Linked DNA regions of Mus musculus: region 1 is linked to region 2. A link is a contact called in public promoter capture Hi-C data. All regions are on one chromosome and are shown on one strand. The core of a region is the stretch at or near the end of the contact, and the rest is flanking DNA. Distances in the headings are between cores, read along the strand shown. Region 1 holds the start of Fibp (fibroblast growth factor (acidic) intracellular binding protein). Region 2 holds the start of Nudt8 (nudix (nucleoside diphosphate linked moiety X)-type motif 8).

Region 1 (2,880 bases), core at 191-2,690, 1.5 Mb before region 2:
CTAGACACAAAGGAAAGGCACTCAAGGCCTATAAAGGTTGTAGCAAGAGCCCAGACCCATACCCATAGCCATCTGCGCCCAGTTTACACCCTGGTACTTCTCCCTTAAAGACAAGGCATGAATGCTACCAAAACGGCTCATGGATAAGGTAGGATCTAGCTCCCTTGTCGATTTCAAGGGATAGATGTGGCCAAGAACAGCATCTTCTAGGCAGGAGTACCATGAACAAAAACAAACTTGGGGCTCAAGAAATGTTAAGTCCAGAGAGGTCTATAGTGACCCAACCTGAGTCTGAAGGTCGAGGACAGTGGGAGCCAATGAAAATCTATAAGCAAAGGAAAGCCACGGTCAGACTGAGCCTAAGCCTGGTCCGCCTGGCCAGAGGGGAGGTGGAGGGAGGAGAGGGTTTATATGAAGAAGGAACTGGTTCCACAATCATGGGCTAGACCACGGGCTAGAGGTGGGGCTAGAGTAGTAAGAAGGATCCAGAGGTGGGCTAGACAGGTAGTGGTGTTATGTGTAGAACCCACCTGCCTCCGGCAGCTCTTGAGAGTAATTCCTGTTTTGGTGCTGATGTCATCCAGGTCTTTCTTGGTACCCTTGGACAGCTTCTTGCCCAAGACCTCCCGAACAAAGGCCTCATCAAAGGTGTAGTACCTTGTGGAGGCACAGGTCATTATTGGTGATCCATTAGGGAAGGAGAAGGGAGTTTGGAATTGGTTTCTCTTGTTCTCAATTTTCTAATTTCCTGAGTTCACCCCATCTACCCCTGTGTATATCCCAATACCCTCCCCCCAGACTCAGCTTCAGTCTACAAAATGGGTATAAGTCAGATTGACTGACATCCCTGCCAGTACCCACCCCCGTCCCCCACCCCTGGTGAGCACCTCTCGATGAGGAGTGTCTGTCGGGAGGGAGGAATCTGGAAGATGAGCTGGTGCAGCAGCTTCGGCGGCGCGTGCAGCAGACGCTCAAGCATGTGAAAGGTGCGGTAGTGGTCCATGGTGTCGCTCTGCAGCACTCCTGTGGTGGCTCCCGTCTGCTCCAAGATTCCGGAGCGTACTCGCAGAGCCACTGCATCGTTCACTGAGGAGTGGGCGCTACCATAAGACCCTAGAGGCCCTCCAGGGGTTCCACCTCCACCTCCAATCCTTACACTTCCCCGACTTCCCGCAGTCTGTCCACTTCCCTAAACCAAGCCTAAATCCTAGCCACGCCCCCTCTTCCCGATCCCCAACAACAGCTTCCCGGGAGGGCGGCTCACAGACCTGAGTAACCATCCAGCCAGAGGCGATACACGTCTTCATCTATAAGGGTCGTGTTCCCCACGAAAATGTCTAGTTCGCTGGTCATGACGATGCCCGGGCCGGGTTCGCCCGAAGCTGGAGCTTGTACGGGCCCCGGCCGGGCGAGTAGCCGCAGAGCGACTTCCGGGAGTTCGGAGATTTTGCTCCGGGCACCCGGAGCTGATGAAGGACCACTTCCGGGACGGAGCTAGTGAGACACCGCTCAGCTCTGTGAACGGTTTTTCGGAAGATGTCGGGATAGTCTTCTCTCAGTCTACCCTGTCTTGCAGATTCTCCCGTTAACCCCTTCTGTCACTCCCATCTTCTCAGTTTTCTCAGAGCCTCCCAGTTTTGACCTGTATCCTAAATTAGAATGTTTCCAAGGTTCTATCGTAGCGATTGCTAGGTGTATGTGGCCCTTACTTCCATTGTCCATAAGACAGACAGATGACCATTTTTCTTGTTCCCGGAGTGTATTTATTTTTATTGTTTTGAATAATGTGTATGTGGGGAGAGGGTGTGTACGTGTGAGTGCAAATGTTCTTTGAGACCTGAGGTATCAGGTCCCCTGGAGTTAAATTTACAGGCAAATATGAGTTAGTTGCACATATGGTTGTGGTTCCTTGCTTGTAACCACTTAGCTTTCTCTCCAGCCCCAGTTTTTCACCACATACTACACCCACACACAAGCTAGTGACTTCACTTAAAGTCTTTCAGAGCTCTGCCTGGAAGTAGGTATCTGCAGGGGCACCCATCTAGTAAGGCTGTCTTCTTTGTCTTTTCATGAGGCAGTAAAAGATTTACACAGGAGCCACCAAGCCTGAGTTCGTTCTCCTGCACCCATACTGTGTAAGGAAAGAACCAGCTCCAGGTTTTGTTTTGTTTGTTTGTTAAGACAAGGTCTTACTTTGTAGTCCAGGCTAGTCTAAATTGGCAGCAGTCTTTGATCTTCAACCTCCCAAGCATTGAGATTACAGGATAGGAACCACCAGTATACCTAGTCCTTATCACCTGATCTCTACATATGTATGCACTGTTGTATAATACATAAATATAGCTTACTGGCTATAATTACTAATAAAATTAACCCTGTATAACCTTTAATCCCAGCACTTGGAAGGCAGGCAGATATCTGAATTGGAGGTTAGCCTGGTCTACAGAGTGAGTTTCAGGACAGCCAGGGCTACACAGAGAAATCCTGTCTCGAAAAATGGGGGAAAATGAGTTCTACAAAAGCCAGTTCATCTCAGTGCACTTGCGGGTTGCTACCTAGAGACAGGGGGAGGAGGTCCTGGAGGAGGTCCTGGTTTATAAGACCAGGTCTCCCACTCCACTTCTGGTCCCTAGGCGGAGCACATTTTAGGGTTTCTAGACAGATCCCTCTCAGCTCCAGTCTGTTTCCCTGTACTCTTATCTCCGTGGCAGCCTCAGCACCCATCTCGTTCTAGAAACCTGGGCTATCTCCCAAATTTCTCTCTTCAGGCATTCAGAGCTGTTGATGTGCCTGCTGAGTGCCTCTCTCTGCGGCTTACTCCCCGCCCCACTGACTCAGTGCCAGCCTAGTTCTGCACAGCTCTCTGTTCACTGACACAGT
Region 2 (2,894 bases), core at 304-2,803:
TCGCTTTCCACACGGAAGATGCCAGAGGAGAGCTGTCAAACACTCTTTTAATCGGTTCTGGACTAGCCTGGCCAAATGATGGCAGAGGCACTTAAAGGCCAGGCAGGCCTCAACCCCTAGGCAGCTCAGGAACAGCTAGGGAGGGCTGGTAGAAGCCAGGGGCCAGCAGCTTCAGGGTGAGCTCAGTGATGACAGCTGTGAGGCCCCAGACACGGTGTGGTCCATGCAAGAAGACAGGCAGTGTGTAGCTGAAGTGGCCACCCTGGCAGAAGTGGGTATACCCCTGGTTCTGTGTCTGCAGCAAGTGGGCCAGAGACATCTCAAATACTTCATCCACCTGTAGGCAAGAAACAGAAAGAGGGTGGACAGAGGACTGCCTGTGAGTCCCCTGTTAGGACAGCCCAACTCCCCAGTAGTCACCATTCACCTCCTCAAGGTTGGGCCTAAGGCTCTGCAGATCCAGTGGGCCCACGTTGGCAAGTACTGGGACTATGGTTGCCTTTTCCTGGGTAGGAGAAGGGTGAAGAGTCAGAAGGAGCAAACTTAGGAAGCAGACCCTACCCTGCCATCCGGGTGTCTTGGGTAATCATGGTGAAGCCCTCCAGTTCCGGTCCTTGGTTTCTTGCCATGCTGCCTCACAGGTTCCCCTTACCTGTATACCGCCAGGAAACCTCCCACTTGCCACTCAAGCCTAGAGGGATGCAGCCTACCCTGCAAGCCTTCCTGGACCCTGTCCTGGACTGAGCGGGGCTGGCTTCCCCGGCCACTAGGGTTACTGATTGTGATAGGATGAGGGTGGCTCACCCGGTCATACACTGGCTGCAGGACACCCCACACGTGCTCCTTGGGCACCTCTAGGCCCAGCTCCTCCTGAGTCTCCCGAAGGGCCGTATGTATTACATCTTGGTCGTCGGGATCACACTTACCGCCTGGGAAACTAAATGGGCAGAGGGAATCTTGGGACCACAGGTCGTCAGGAGGCAGTTTAGCTCTCTGTGCCATTAGAGTAAGGGGGACAGGCACTGTGATATAGATTACGACATGAGGGTCTGGCAGCTGGCTAAGACTATGCTAGGGCTCAGACACCCCATGTCTGCCTATGGTGTCCCAGTGGTGCAGATATCGTCCCCGGGTGTTCTCAACTTCTGCTGAGGGCGAAGCCAAAGAAGGGGAGCCCCGGATCTCCTCTCTCCAGTCTACGGTAAGGGGCAGAGTCCTGTTTATGAAGGGAAAAATTCAGAGGGGTATGCGGGCCACAGGTAGTGCGCCGGCAAGGCCGGCGTACCTGACTTCCCCTTTGTGTCTCCCAACCAGGCGACTAGAACGCAGCGTGTAGAGCAACGCGGGGACCCCGCGCACGAGGCACAGCGGCACAAGCACTGCGGCCGCTGCGGGCCGCGAGCGTAACCGGGCAGTGGTCCGTGCTAGCAGCTGCCGGCAGCGCTGCTCGTCCTCCGCGGACAGGCCATCAGGCAGCATGTCCCAGACGTCCGGGACACAGTGGGGGATCAGCCCGCTAGGGAGGGAACGCCGCAGCGCGCAAGCTCCAGCGCGGGGCGGGGACCTAAGTGGGAGCCGGAAGGAGGCGTGGCTTCCCGGAGCCCGGTATGAGAGGCGGACAGGCCTGGGACTGCCCTTGCAAAGCCTCGGACGCCGGCGGTACGGAGCCTGCCCAGGTAGAGCCTCCGAGATGGACAAGGCAGTGGCTGCTGAAACCTCGGAGGCGTTCCAGACGAGGCCTGCTGATGCAGATCCTCGGAGACCTCGGGGGTGTGGCTTAAGGCGGGTTTTGCTGCTATTGGGCGACAGAGGGCATCTGGGGCGGAGTTTGCTAGATGAGGGCAGAAGCGGTTTTGTGTACAGGGACCAGAGCGCCACCTAAAGGAAAGACCTGGCTTAGAGCTGATGGAAGGCGTGTCCGGAAAAGCCGGCCAGCTTCGCTTGAGTTTCTTTCCAGGGACTTCCCTATCTGTGGCACAGTTGGTTTGGACTCTGTGTCTCCGGAACGCTTGAGTAACCTGAATTGAATGGGTCCTGACTTCGGGTTCGGGAGTTGGGATGTCTGGCTGCTGAAGATCTTCTGGGCCCCTTTTCTCTCGTCTCCTGGGTGTCCGTGCTTTCCAGAACGTCTCACAGGAAGAGCTCTGGGTCGGAGCACAGTCGGAGTCATCAGGTGCCTCTGGGCGCCCACTCCAAGAGAACGAAGAGTACGCGCCTCCCTCAGCCTTATTCCACCAGACTACCGAGAGGACTTCAACCTGGCCTTTTACCTCTAGTTCTCCAAGTATACACCCATCCCTACCTTGGCCTGTGTGATCCCTATCTATCATATTAGGCACACTTCGATGACCCCCGGCTCTCAGAACCAGCCTTAGAGCATCGCATTTAAATAGAATGATGAGTGTCAGCTGTACTTTGCTGTGTGACTGTGAGCCGAAACCTCTCTGAGCTGCTTCCATCCTTATATGGGTGCACAAAATAGGGGACACACCAGGTTAACCGCAGCCTTGCTGGTGTAGCCAGTTATCATCACCCTGTGCTCTGGGTACAGCTTTTGGAGACTTATAAAGGTGATGGGATTGTCTGGTCTGGGAGTTCCTGTGGACAGAAGTACTGTGACTGCTGTTGCCAAGCAGTTTAATGTGGGGGAAGGACATTCGAAGCAGGATTTAGAGGAGGCATCCTCGAGGCAGCAGGGCATGATTCAGGGCTTTTGAGTAGGAAGTAGGCCTGATTCCAAGGCTGGCAGGCCCCAGACTGACTTTGAGGCAGGAACCCACTGCTGTAGAGCTTCCAGTTGTGCTGCTCGCCTTAGGAGATGTCTTACAGAGGAGGGAAGGAGAGGTGGGGCACAGGGGAAACGGGCTTCCACAGCACTCAGCCATCACTGCGAG

Evidence for each region. Promoter capture Hi-C pulls out the DNA fragments that hold promoters and counts their contacts.
Region 1: a contact with region 2 is called in a promoter capture Hi-C map of pre-B cells, with 2.0 times the contacts expected there. A contact is called at or near these places in 2 of 39 promoter capture datasets (erythroid cells and pre-B cells).

What each region holds. Positions count from the first base shown.
Region 1 is chr19:5,459,167-5,462,046 of GRCm38.p6, reverse strand. Fibp (fibroblast growth factor (acidic) intracellular binding protein) reads right to left here and starts at 1,440. Exons shown (of 10, transcript NM_021438.4): 1 at 1,269-1,440; 2 at 888-1,086; 3 at 531-657. The coding sequence starts at 1,353.
Region 2 is chr19:3,999,239-4,002,132 of GRCm38.p6, reverse strand. Nudt8 (nudix (nucleoside diphosphate linked moiety X)-type motif 8) reads right to left here and starts at 1,553. Exons shown (of 4, transcript NM_025529.3): 1 at 1,286-1,553; 2 at 805-937; 3 at 428-505; 4 at 31-337. The coding sequence starts at 1,479. The coding sequence ends at 110. Tbx10 (T-box 10) reads right to left here. Exons shown (of 8, transcript NM_001001320.1): 8 at 2,621-2,894. The coding sequence ends at 2,885.